2 separate regions of the Danio rerio genome follow, and region 1 is linked to region 2. Evidence: chromatin contacts called from public HiCAR-type data. All regions are on one chromosome and are shown on one strand. The core of a region is the stretch at or near the end of the contact, and the rest is flanking DNA. Distances in the headings are between cores, read along the strand shown. Region 1 overlaps LOC141380320 (a long non-coding RNA gene). Region 2 overlaps LOC141380320 (a long non-coding RNA gene).

The links. HiCAR-type assays count read pairs that join an accessible place to other places.
Region 1: a HiCAR-type map of caudal fin shows a contact between it and region 2, with 4 times the contacts expected there. The contact joins two enhancer-like sites. A contact is called at or near these places in 5 of 18 Hi-C or Micro-C datasets (caudal fin, embryo and skeletal muscle) and 1 of 4 datasets of contacts at active chromatin or transcription factors (caudal fin).

What each region holds. Positions count from the first base shown.
Region 1 is chr22:20,936,258-20,943,720 of GRCz12tu, forward strand. The region is part of intron 1 of LOC141380320 (a long non-coding RNA gene); the gene reads left to right. LOC137488923 (a long non-coding RNA gene) reads left to right here. Exons shown (of 5, transcript XR_011008218.2): 1 at 1-202; 2 at 379-498; 3 at 710-930; 4 at 5,708-5,802; 5 at 6,322-7,192. tmem59l (transmembrane protein 59-like) reads right to left here. Exons shown (of 8, transcript NM_213337.2): 8 at 7,130-7,463. Among named protein-coding and RNA genes, the nearest start is that of tmem59l, 23 kb to the right of the region's middle. Within about 2 kb of position 4,599, at least 6 of the 62 cell types and tissues checked have an H3K27ac peak or open chromatin away from gene starts, as enhancers often do. A contact at or near this core is called in caudal fin, where this site is marked.
Region 2 is chr22:20,866,746-20,873,667 of GRCz12tu, forward strand. The region is part of intron 1 of LOC141380320 (a long non-coding RNA gene); the gene reads left to right. Among named protein-coding and RNA genes, the nearest start is that of ssbp4, 11 kb to the left of the region's middle. Within about 2 kb of position 3,421, at least 11 of the 62 cell types and tissues checked have an H3K27ac peak or open chromatin away from gene starts, as enhancers often do. A contact at or near this core is called in caudal fin, where this site is marked.

The DNA of each region.
Region 1 (7,463 bases), core at 3,349-5,848, 71 kb after region 2:
CATATTGTGCATATTCATGAAATTAAAACGTTTTATAAGCATTTTGTTTTTTTCTAGTGTTGTAAAACCCAAGATTCGTGCAGCCATGAACGTGAATTAACATTAGAATAATATTTAAATATACAAATATCTAGTGCTTAACCTTGAACATACACAAGATGACCTCTTTGCAGAAACGTGTTTTCATTCTATTATTAAAAAGGTAATTAATCATGTTCACAATTTACAAAAGTAGTGTCATCCATACACTTTGATGTACAAAAAATTAAGCATAACTATTTGAAATAATATACTTAATGTTTAATTGATTTGCCTTTATTTGGCTTATGGTGTTATTCTTCATTTGTATGTGTGTTTTTATTATTTTTTTATATTTAGGCTGAGAGATGTTTGAAGGCTGGGAAAAATGGCATGCAGAAGTTTACAATGAACGAATTTCAATTATTATGCTTGATAACTGCTGTCTTACCAATGTACAGTACATCCCCAAACAGTAAGGTAAAACAAACACACCAAAAATGTTAGTCTCATATCTTATGCATATTTGGTGGTCCATAAATGACCGCATTTGTAAAACACCCAGAAAGCACCTACTTATGCATACATGAGGTGATTATGGAAAATTGGCGATATCACATTCATACCACTTAGTTTCTGTCTCACTGTTTTTCTCTCTCCCTCCCTTTCATTATTCTGTTCGCTTCTACAGGCATGGTTATTTTCACAGGCCCCTGTGTGGCAGCAGGTTTGGCTCTTCAATGCACTGCGGGCTGACTTTACCAGCAGGCTGGGACTGATAAGGAAGTCGTATATGGTTGAAGCGGAGCTCTAGCCCAAAGACAGTCTCCACACCTCGGCGGCAATAAAGATAGTACTCAAACTTGGCTCCACTGCGCCCCCTGTGGTAGCGGATTGGAAAGACAAGCGCAGGTTTGAACTGTGACACAACATGATTGACTTGTTAGTCACACAACACTTATTTTGAGTTATAGCACGTCACGTCGGAGTCACTTCAGGTTAGTGATAAGAATCAGTGACTTGGAATGAATGCCATAAAATAACATCCATATGAGCAAACAACTGTGCTTTCACACATTCTCCAGTTTGGAACTGCATGAGGGTGAGCAAATAATGCCAGTATTTTCATTTTGGCTAGCATGCTGGTATCACAGTCCCCCATAATCCCTCCCAAATCTTCATCGACATTCATCATACCCAGGTGTGGCGAGCCACTCTTATTCAAGTCTTCATCAAGTGCAGTGCACTGTGGGATAGGACCTGATTTCTGCGTAGGGGGGGACAAACAGAGCAGAACAGGGCTCACGTAGGGTTGTTATTAGCTTTGTGCGTTAGCATTGAGTCAGATGCTTCGGGAACTGACCATGTGAGTCATACGCAAACAAATCTATCTTTAGTTGGGTTTCTGTAGTCCCCCAGCAAACCTATTGTGTGGCATCGCAGTCCCGTCGACTATGTTAATGTTTGCACAGCAGCACAATGCTCTCTATCTGATATCCTCATCTGCTGCCTATCAGGTTAATACTAAACTCAGGTGACGAGATGGACCAGATAATGAGTAAAAAGCCATGACTGAGGTCAACAAAAGACATAAGACATATGCGTTAAAAGAATAAAGCCATTATGCTGTGAGTGTTTTTTGTTAGACATGTAAAAAAAGTTTTTAAAGTAGCTTAGATGTACAAAATATCTTCATTTTCATTGCACTATAGATTGGAAACACACAAGTGTGTGTTTTTTTGGGGGGGTGAACAATAGACTCTGCTGGGTTGTTTCAACCCAGTTTTAGATAAAATAAGAACAAATCCAGTAGCTGGGTTACCTGTTTACTAAATTTAGAGGACCAAATTTAAATGAACCAAAATTAAAAAAAAACAGCATTTTTAGGAAGAACATCCAGCTCATTTGCATATTGTAAACAAAAGGTTATATTGTATTTATTTTCTATACTGCTGTATGAAATACTTGATTCCAATTGGTCTACATCAATGGCAACATTGTACACTACCTGACAAAAGTCTTGTCACTTATCCAAGTTTTAAGAACAGCAAATAATAACTTGACTTCTAGTTGATCATTTGGTATCAGAAGGGGTTTGTATGAAAGGCAAAGGCCTCTAGATTACACTTATTTTACCAAAATTAAATATGACCATGTCTTGATTTTTAATTATTTAATTAGGACTTTAAGGTCTGACTTTGCTTAGACAAAAGTCTTGTCACTTAACAGAAATAATGTATAGAATATAAAGACATGGTGCAGTGGAGAAACAATTAATATGATTCCCTTGAGCTTGGAGGACTACATCCATACATCTCTGCAATGACTCAAATATCCAATTTATAAAGTCATCTGGAATGGCAAAGAAAGTGTTCTTGCAGGACTCCTGGAGTTCATCAAGATTCTTTGGATTCATCTTCAATGCCTCCTCCGTCTTACCCCAGACATGCTCAATAATGTTCATTCTGGTGACTGGGCTGGCCTATCCTGAAGCACCTTGACCTTCTTTGCTTTTAGGAACATTGTTGTAGAGGCTGAAGTATGAGGAGTGCTATGCTGCTGGAAAATTTGCCCTCTCCTGTGGTTTGTAATTTGCCATCCTCTCTGCAAATCTCTCGCAAGACCCTATACTGAATGCAACACCAAACCATGATTTTTCCTTCACCAAACTTGACAGATTTCTATGAGAATCTTGGGTCCATGTGGGTTCCAATAGGACTTCTGCAGTATTTGTTATGATTGGGATGCAGTTCAACAGATGACTCATCAGAAAAAAAATCTACCTTCTGCCAATTTTCCAAATGATCAACTAGAAATCAAGTTGTTATTTGTTTCTCTTACAACTGGGATTGACAACAAGATTTTTGTCAGGTAGCGTATTTAGGTGTAAATATTTCTGTGAATGATGATGTCCAAATTATTATCCACTAAAGAGTACATGCATGGATGAGGTCAAAACCTGTAATTTCACCTCTGGTTCCTTTGAAATTTAAGTTTTAAATAAGGTTGGTGGCAATCATATTGATATTTTAAGATTTTGATTTAAAACTTTAAATCATACACCCTATATGATACCTGGTTGGTTACTCGAAACGCACATTAACAAAAACAAACAAACAAAACAAAAGATTCAAAATTAGGGTTTTGTGCTTTTTTTTTTTTAAATGCTTTTGATATGTGCAGTGTCAACTCACACACTTATAAGAAGAATACAAGTGCAGGAAATAGTAGAACTGCTTACACTCCAAAGCAGTTTGTTGATGATTTCAGTAAAAACAAACACAAGATTTTAGTATTAAGCCTCACACATTTAGGGTTAAGTGTTTGCTTTAAGAATAAGGTGGATAAGCCAGGCTTCTGTCACTTTGTGACGTGGTCAGATTTTGTTATTTTTTATCAAAACAGATGATACACTTCAAATAGGTTGTTTCAAAATAAATATGACTCAGAAATGGACCAACCCAAATGTTGAGTTAAGATTTTATTTAAACCCAACGGTAAACAGTTGGGTTTGTACAAATGAAACCCAGATTTTAAAATCAAGTATTTTTTTGAGTGTTGCCCTCATAAAAAATCTGTTTAATCTATTGCAATTAATAGTAAATACTATAATCTTTTTGTACCATACTATAGTAAAGTGCATTATACAGTGTAAATATTATATTTATAACTCTGTTAATGAATGCTGTCTACAACACACTGTAGTATGAACTACAGTAAACTGTTAAATTGTAAAAAAAATAAATGTAGTATAGCCTATACGTTTTTACTAGAGTAAACTGTGGAGTGTTGTTGTATAATATACCCTAAATTTATGGAAAACTGCATTATTTGGTCATTTGTTTAGATTACTACAGTTGTTGTGTACAATAGGCAACTACAGAATAACCACATCAGGTTAATGCAAGTACTTTACTATATATGGTTCAAAACACTATATTAAGTACGTATTACTATAGTATTTTATATATATATTTTTTGTGGATATTGATTTCCAAAAATGCAAACTCTCAGATTCTTTTAATTATTCATAGATTACAAAAACAGTTAAAATTATGGTACTACTAATTTGTAAACCATCATTTACCGCTTGTAGTTCAACTGGTTTGATTATTTTAAATTCTTTTTTTCATTTACTTTTAATAATGTTTCCACCATCATATTATTGTGGTTTGATGCCTTAACGCCGCCTACTATGGTGTTGGTAGTTGGTAATGCCACAGTTTGTCAGAACACTGGCTATTTTTCGGAAAAATACAAGAATATACTGAAAAGCATAACCTTAGAGCACGTAAGTAGCCTGTAATAAACCAAAGGTGTATTTTTTTTTCTGTGTGAGAATACAAAGGTAAGATTATAATATAATTTTAATTAAAACAATGGCGCACATATTTTATGAGCAGTCATGGAATAAACAGCATAGTATACAGTCAGGTGGTCATAATCACAAAGTAAACCACAACTGGCAGTTACAAAATTCCTCAGAGGTACTTTAATAATTCTCTCTTACGCACCTTTTCATATTTGTTGTAATTCATCATCGATACAGAAATGACTCGTTTTTATTAGTTGGCTCAGTTGGGAACTGTTCTATCACACAGCCGATGGGAGAAGAGAAAAGGAGAGAGAGGGAGAGTGTGTGTGTGACAGGGTGTTAAATTTGAAGGAAGCTATTTTTGAAGAACAGTCTGCTGGACATCTCGCCTAAAAATGTGCCGCTGACCTTCACAGGTTCGCACCTGCTTCACAGCACAGGTGGTTTGTTTTTGGAAAATACCTGTAAACGGTAAGATATGCGGTGTAGAAGTAAAAAAGTTCTAAGGGACAATGCTAGAAATGAATTTTGGCAATCCAATACGCAATGGTGGGGATAAATTGAGTATATAATCAGTGATTTATTTAACGTACGTGTAATAAGATAATCCTTGTGCGTCTACTGTAATCTCTAGGTGGAAGTGCGCTATCTAGTGGCCATAGTGTGATTGTGCACGTATTTACGCTGACAAAAACATAAAAATCAAGCCTTGTGAAGTTTCCTTTCTAGGAAACATAATTTCTAATTATTAGAATTTTGTTTAAAAATGTTCATACATTTATGAAAAATGTTACTTGGCAAGTAATACCAGTTATAATACACAGCCAATTCTTTTGGAGTTAAATACGTCTCTCTCGTGCCCCCTTGTGGTTAATTAATTATTACAATTACGGTTAAAGGAATTGTTCCGCAAAAAATAAAATTTACTCACCTTTTACTCATCCTCAAGTGGTTATAAACATTTAAGAGTATACAAATACCATGGTCATTGGTTAAAGTTTTCTAACTTTCTTTAAAATATCTTCTTTTGTATTTAACAGAAGAAAGAAACAAATGTTAAAAGTGTGGCGATGAATGCGTCTTAAGTTACACTGAATTGCCTTTTCCAAACAAGCTTGCTGAAATATACAACCATTAATTAATTACTTTAAAATTACAATTTGTTATAATTCAGTGTAAACTTTTTTATTCCACTGGGCTATGATTACACACAGTATGCACAGAACAATATTTTAACAATGATATACATTCAAATTTTGGACCTACAGAGACAAATTCATATATAATACATTTTAAATTTAATATGTTTTGTTGTAAAATATATGATTAAACATTTACCTGGTTAAATTAAATTTCCAAAATTTCAATTTGCAGTTAATCACCCCAAGGCCATCTGAGATGCAAGTGCCTTTTTCTACAGTAAAACATCACAGACAATTTTGTTGAAATTGTTATCCTCGGTAATTCAAGTAAGTTCGTTTCCATCTTTTTAGGTTGTGACATCTAATAGATAAATACAACACATCAGAGTCGTTTTAAATGTTATCCATGCTCTTCCATGCTGTATATAATAGTGTTTAGTGGCCATTTTAAGTGCAGAAATTTATCGTAAAACCCATACACCACCAGTGGGGTGTTTTAAGAAAGAGTTAAAAACAAATTAAAATAAAATATATATATATATATATACTATACTTTAGATTTTTAATTTCTAAACTCAAATCTCAGACTTTTGTTGGCTGCCAAATGCACATTTTTGTCAAATTCTTGACAACCTCTGACTCGACATATGACGCATGACAAGTATTCGTAGTGGATGTTATGGTGATACCAAGCCAACTAGTATGTGGTAAACAAACATGTGTTAAGTAGACCCTGTGAGACATGCCACAAGTATTAATTTTGCAATGCCTATATATATATATATATATATATATATATATATATATATATAAATGTGTATGTGTGTGTGTGTGTGTATTTTTCAGGGTTGATTGACCAATTTCCATTCCTGTGACAATAAATGAAATATTTTATTTACTTTACTCTTTGATTTCCATGTGCGAGGAAAGGTCTATAAAACCACTGACTGTGCATCTACTTTGACTTTACTTTTAGGCTATATGTAGATAGAAACTCCTATCTACACTATTGATGCTGTAGATCAGCCGCAGCCAGACTGCTGACTAAATATAGACTGCTTTGCGCAATTACGTATTCGCAGTGGTATGAACCACTATCGGGGTGGTCAAATGTCAAATGCATATTATCTGTTTTTTAGTTATTAATATTCTTATTTAAGATCAAACCATTTCTCGCTATTTAAATGGCTGACCACCCTAAACATCTTTCAGACGAGTCAAGGGTCATTAGGGGAGTCAAACTGCCACAAAACCCTGTAATTAGCAACTATATTTCCAATAGTATCTGGATGCGGCCTTGATGATGCAAGCTGAGACTGCATATCTCAGTGATGCAATGTCAGACACAATGCACTTAACAGTGCTACTGAAGTAACTATGAAGTGTGGGGTTAAGTGAGCGCATTAAAAAGCATTGGATGCAGCTCAGATTGCCCTCTCCATAGTTCTGGAAGCTGTTGAATTGCATTTGATAAAATCACCAATGATCATGCTTAAAACTTTTTTGCATATTCCACTTATGAAAAAAAATCCCATACATTATGGATGGCCTAAATGAAAGTAAACGAACAGTTAAAGTAATGTTTTTGTGAGATCAATGTCCTTAAAATTTCTGCAACTGAACGATCTGAACAGAAACTGGACCCACAGCAGCATAATTACAACATGAAAACACTTTATTTGTCCGATATTATGGAGTTTCTTTTGGGAAACTATTCAAAAGAAAGAAATAAAAAGATATTACCGACTTGTATTTCATACAGTAACGATGTACCAGTAGATATTAAATGGAAGGAATCTCACCTCTTCTTAGTAATCTATGGTCATAATTACAATGCCTACAGAACATTAAGCAAAAACACAAAGATCACGAGCGTACAGCAGTTTGTTTCCAAAATAGATGGGACGATATATTCAATGTCTCATAGCGTACTAGCATGCACTGTGGCTGGGCTTAAATGGGGCGAATAGCAGCACAAGACAAATAGT
Region 2 (6,922 bases), core at 2,171-4,670:
CTCAATCTTGATGTTTCTGTCTCTTTAAGAGCTGGAGGTCTGTGTGTCTCTGTGGGCTGATGTGTGTGTCCCGTCACAGAAACACTGCATGAGTGGGTGAACACTGAAGAAGAAAAAATGACAAAAGACAAAAAAGACAAGACACTGCAGGTGAACAGGTAAATAAAAAAATATAAAATAAATAATGTTTATCACCATGATACTAAGTAGATTGGATATATTAGGAATTGAAATTTTTTTTTTCAAAAAAGCTATTTTTAAATATGCAAATGAGGCCGTATTATATTAAATATGCACTAATTTGCATATATTTCTAGCACAAACATCTGAAGTTTGGATGAAGTCAGGTTCAAAATTCTTGATTTATTTTTTTGACATATTAGAGTCAATGTTCTTTTCTTATTTGGTAATCTTCTTTTATCACTTCATAATTCACAGAATACTACAAACAGTAAAAATACAGTAAAAAAATTACAATTTATGTGTGTAAAAAGTTAAATGTTTAAAAATTATTTAGTGCGGCAGTGTCTTATGGATAATATAGTCTTATGGAAAAATATCCTCATATTTTGCTCTGCAAAGCAATAATTCACATAAGGATAAAGCAAATAAAGCAAATTTCCAAATATAATTCATCATGACCATGTTTCCTTTTCTTTTTTGTGCTTTCTTTTTTCTTATTAGATTCTCATATATTTTAAAATATAATTTTTCCATTAACATAATGAAACCATTATGAGCTTTCTTTGCATCATAAGGAATATATATATTATAGATATAAAATAGAATAAAAGTAAATTCATAATTTTTCGCATAATTAATCATGCTAAAGTGGCTCTTTCCCCCATACTGTATAAAATAATGACAATTTTGGGCAATAGACAGATGAGCAGATGAATAAATTTGTTATATATATTATAATTATAATTGGTTTTATATATATACATTTTATTTTCGGCTTAATCCCTTTATTAATATGGGGACGCCACAGTGAAATGAACCGCCAACTTATATATTTGCTGAGAAAACCTAATAAAAGTCATTGAAAAATTTTTAATAATCATAAATTATCCTAGTTTTGTTTTGTTAGATTTTTCTGTTTGTTAGTTTTTTTGTTGCTTGTTTATTTTTATGACACTAATGAGAAATGCACATTTTTACGTTACTACACTGTAATTACAATTAATGAGAAGGAAATGTTAACGAAATTAATTAGATATGAAATATGAACAAAAAAGGAATTATTTATAATATTACCCAAGAAAAGCCATTCAAGAAAATGTAATACAATAAACAGATTTCTTACAGTACAAGAAATGACTATTAATTTACATAGAATTTATTTATTTATTTACAGTACAGTAATAAATTAAACTTGAAAATGTAAAATATGAATACGAGGAATTGCAATGTATGCAGACTAATTCGTATGATTAGTGCAAATAATATTTGATCTGGAAAGACAATAAAGATATAAATAAAGATGTGAATAATTAATCACATTAAATTACCATTTTAATCAGACAGGCTTTATTTATTTACAGTAATAACAATTACATATTTTTTTAATTACTGTATTACAGTAATTAGATTAATTAAGTGGGAAAAGCCAAGAAAATGCTGATTAAAAATGCTATTTGATCCTTATTTGTTCAGATTTTTGTTTATATTTTGTAATGGTATAATCCTTTTTTGACATTTTAATTGCACTACAGTAATAAGAAGGACATATTTTAAATTTTACATTAAATTCTTACAATAATGAGATTAAGGGTACATTATGCAGATTAGTCAACATTATATTACACATTAACATCAAAATCTTAAAAAATTATTAATACATTTTTCAGAGATGGGTTTTCCCAGAGATGGGTTGCAGCTAAAAGGGTATCTGCTGTGTAAAAACTTGCTGGATAAGTAATCGGTTCATTCAGCTGTGGCGACCCCGGAATAATAAAGGGACTAAGCCAACAAGAAAATGAATGAATGAATAAATGAATGAATAATTAATCAAGCTAAATTAGCAGATTAAATTGTATAAAAATTGGATAATGAATAATCAATCGAATGAATTAATGAATGGTTGGTTGAATTAATGAATGAACGGTTGATTGAATGAATGAATGAATGAATGAATGATGAATGAATGAATGAATGAAAAAATAAATGAATGTTGGCTGGTTAGTTGGTTTAATAAAGGAATGAATGGTTGGTTGGTTGGTTGATTAATTGGATAGCTGATTTATTGCATGAATGAATGAATGGATGAATGGATGAATGAATGAATGAATGAATGAATGATCAATCATTAATTAATAATTAATTAATGGTTCGTTGATTGGTTGGCTGGATGGTTGAATGATTGGTTGATTGATTGATTGAATTAATTAATTAATTGTTGGTTGGTTTAATGAATTAATGAATGAATGAATATTGGTTGGTTGGTTGAATGAGTGGTTAATTGATTGGGTAAATAAATTAAAATAAATTAATGAATGGTTGAATGAATGAATGAATGAATGAATGAACGAACGAGAAGTTGATTGATTGATTGACTGATTGATTGATTATATGAATGAATGAATGAATGTTGGTTGAATCAATGAAGGGATGAATGGTTGGTTGACTGGTTGGTTGATTGAACCAACAAACAATTGATTGATTGATTGATTGATTGATTGGTTGGTTGGCTGGTTGGTTAGTTTATTGGTTGGTTGCTTGGTTGGTTGAATGAATAGTTGGTTGAATGAATGAATGAATGAATGAATGGTTGATCAATTGATTGATTGATTTAATTAATTAATTAATAAATGACGTGTTTGTTGAATGATTGGTTGATTGAATAAATGAGTGAGTTAATGAAAGAACAAATGAAGGGTTGATTGAATGATTGGTTGATTGAATAAATGAATAAATTAATGAATGGTTGGTTGATTGAATGAATGAATGAATGAATGAATGAATGAATGAAGGTTAGTTGGCTGGTTGAATGAATGAATGAGTTGCTGGTTGATTGGTTGGTTGAATGAATTAATGAATTAATGGATTGGTTGTTTGATTGATTGATTGATTGATTAATTGATTTCAAGCAGAACGTTCAATTAAAATCTAAATACCAAAATAAAAGGCATGAGCAGGCTGTGTTCTGTGTGTGTGTGATTCATTGAAGCGTTGGACACAGTGCCACTGAAGTGAATGAAACCTCAACCACATGTTATTGACTCAAGGCCAAATGCTATGACATCACCGCACACTGACTGATGTACATCATCATCATCATCGTCACCATCATCACCAGTTCCTGTATTCGCTGTTCACTGGTGCAAAATATCTCAATGGCTCGCATTATTCCGGTCTCTCTCCTTTCTTCTCCTCTTTCTGTCTCGCACAAAACCACCCACGTGTGTTCGCTTGCCAAACCTGCTTGCCCACACAGACGTGTGTTCAGTCTGAACCCCCCTAACAATCCCATGATCCTGTGTGCTTACAAGCCTCCAGCGATGCTACTGCAGCTGACCCATGTGTGTGTGTGTGTGTGTGAGCGCGCGCGTGTGTGTGTATGAGAGAGAGTGAGTGTGTGTGAGTGTGAGATTTGTGTTTCTGTGAGTACGCTTGTGAGAGCATGAAAGAGTGTTTGTGTGTGATTGAGTGTAAGATGTGTGTGTGTGTGTGTCTGAGATGTAGATGTGTGCATAAGTGTGAAAGTGTCTGTGTGTTTGAGTAAAAAATGTGTGTCTGTGTGTGTGTGTATATGTGTGTCTGTGTCTATGTGAGTGTTTGTAAAAGTATGTGTATCTGTCTGTCTGTGTTTGAGTGTAAAGATGTACCTGTGCATGTTTGTGCGTGTGTGTGTGCACGTGTGTGAGGGATGTGGGTGTGTCTTTGAGTGTAAGATGCGTGTGTGTCTGTGTGTGTGTGTGTGCTTAAGTGTAAGATGCGTGTGTGTCTGTGTGTGTGTGCTTGAGTGTAAGATGCGTCTGTGTATATGTGTGTGTTTGAGTGTAAGATGTGTGTGTGTGTCTGTTTGTCTGTGTTTGAATGTATAATGTGTGTCTGTCTATCTCTCTATATGTGTGTGTCTGAGTGTGAGTGATACAGAGTAAGAGAGAGTGTGTGAGACAAAATGAGAGTGTGTCTGTGTTTGTATGTGTGCAAGTTAGATTGTGTGTCAAGAGTAAACGTGTGTGAGAGTGTGTGTGATATGTGTGTGAGAAAGATTGTTTTTATGTGAGTGTGTGCGTGTTTTTTTGTGTGAGTTTGTGTATTTGTCTATCTGCAAGTCTGTATGAATCAGTGTGTGTCTGTCTGTGCATGTGTGTGTGTGTGTGTGTGTGCGTGTGTGTGTGTGTGTGTGTGTGTGTGTGTTTGTGTGTGTTAAATCTCACAGAATGAAGTATTTGTCAAATGTAAACCTGCAGATGTTTCTGAGGGTTGAGTTTAGGGAAGAGGACAGAATACACCGTCTGTACAGTATAAAAATCACTATGTCTAGGGGAAGTCCCCATTAAGTATGAAATCACATAGTGTTTGAGTGTGTGTGGTGCATATGTGTGTGTAGGGGGCTCTTGGAGTGGAAAAGGATTTAAGCAGACGGGTAATGGAGACTGACACATCAGGGATCAGACAGTCTGGTCGGAAACGGACTGAGCTACAGACGAAAGTAGAACAGAACCTGTCAGTTTTGGAGGCAGAAGCTGTGATGCATATTCATTCATTTATTTTCCTTCGACTTAGTCTCTTATATATGAGGGGTCACCACTGCCAACTATTCCAGCATATGTTTTACGCAGCGGATGCCCTTCCAGCTGCAACCCATTACTGGGAAACACACATACACTCTCAAATTCATACACACACACTCATACACTAAGGCCAATTTTGTTTACCCAATTCACCTATAGTGCATGTCTTTGGACTGTGGGGGAAACCGGAGCACCCTGAGGAAACCAACGCGAACATGGGGAGAACATGTAAACTACACATAGAAATGCCAACTGGCCCAGTCGGGGCTTGAACCAGTGACCTTCTTGCTGTGAGGCAACAGTCCTAACCACTGAGCCACTGTGCCGTCCTTGCGATGCATCTTTAGATGTGTGTGTGTTGTAAGATGTGAAAGAAGTAGAATTTTAGTATATTTATACACTCACTGATCAGTGTACCTTGGTAGTTGGTTGACTTGAGAACTGCTTTAATTCTATTGTGGTGTAAATTCAACAAAATCCTAGAAACACTGGTCATTGGTCTACTTTGACATGACAGTGTCACGCATCAATGATGTGAATCTCTCCTTCCAGCACATCCCATATGTGCTCCATTGATTTGATATCAGGGGTCTGTTCTTCGTATGTGGAATACTCAATTAGCTGGATTTGGTTATTGATGATTTGCCACAGCCATATAACCCTGCAGCCCAAGACTGGCTAAACAGGGCTCAGCCTGGTCAGTACCTGGATGGGAGACGACATGGGAAAACTAGGTTGCTGTTGGAAGTGGTGTTAGAGGGGCCAGCAGGGGGCGTTCTAATGCCCCAGTAAAAGTGAAGCGGACACTATACTGTCAGTGGTCTTTCGGATGAGATGTAAAATCCGAGGTCTTGACTCTCTGTGTCATCGAATTGGCTCTATCACTAGCCTCGTTTCCACTATCGGGCCTAAAGCAAGCGAGCCAGGGCGTGACACGGCCAGTCGCATTTCCACTGTCACTTCCGGGGCCTAATCAGCCAGCGGCTGGTCTTTTTTGGCCCGCCGAATAGCTTGGGCCAAAGAGGGCCAGCTGGGGTTTCGGGGCGCAGTGAATGGAGAGGCGTACTTTTCCCGAGTCTAGTAAAGATGGCATGCCATCATTACACTAGTTTTCAGATCGCACATGAGTACATGCGCCAAACAAATAAATAAATAAGGGAAAGAAAACATATAACTGGTCAGTTTAAGATAGACTATTTTATAAAACACCTTATATGTTAGGGCTCTTACGTTTCTCTTTTAAATATAAGGCTGTTGCATAAAATTATAACGTTTTAATTTATAAGTGATTTTTTTCTCTGCGTTCTCCTTGATGTTTCAATTACGCATAATAATCTTTACACCATATTAAAGACACAGCAGCCAGTAAAGCTTGTCAAGTGTGTTTGTGCATGATACATACGCGTTTAGATGCCTGTGTGAGTGTGACATCGGGCAAAAGAGCGCTCGCTTGACAGCTCTGTTAATGCTGCGAGCAGCTTCTTTCTTTTTTTATTTTGGGAATTCTACAAACTAAGACTTCAACAGAAAGACTTGAAATTACAAATGACGTGTAATTCACAGAATAATATGCAAAACCCTTAAATAAAGGGGAATTACTTATTAAGTGTCATATAGCCTAGGGAAATATTAATATGTTTTAGGTTTCTCCGGAGCATTTGGGCTGAATGTTTGACGACATCTATCAAAACAAGGATGTTATAAAATACATTTCACCTGCAGTTATTATCAGTGAATTTCTGTGGTTTTATATTATGGATGAGTGCGCTCACTGTGCTGGGTCCGTCCGTTAGTGGCGAGACCACTCGATGCACGGTGCCAACAGTTGGTTGGTGAGTAAACAAATATAATAAATGAAAATACATAGGCACGTGCGTATAGACACATAATGTACTGCTGTACAGTAACGCACTATTTGTTTGTTTCGATTTTCTTCATTTTAATGGTTTCTGTGGTCACATTATCCAAGTGGATGCCCCCCCCCCTCCCCCCCTCCCCCCCCATTGATTGTAAAGCGCTTAGGGTGTATGGCCATACACAATAAATCTGCTATATAAAATACACATTACATTACATTACATTACAATCTAGGATTGTTTTGTTCTTTAAAAGTAATCTGAGAGCTGTTGTCATAGCAACAGTTCTGGGAGCTCCAACTTGCTCAGGAGCAGGCTCATTTC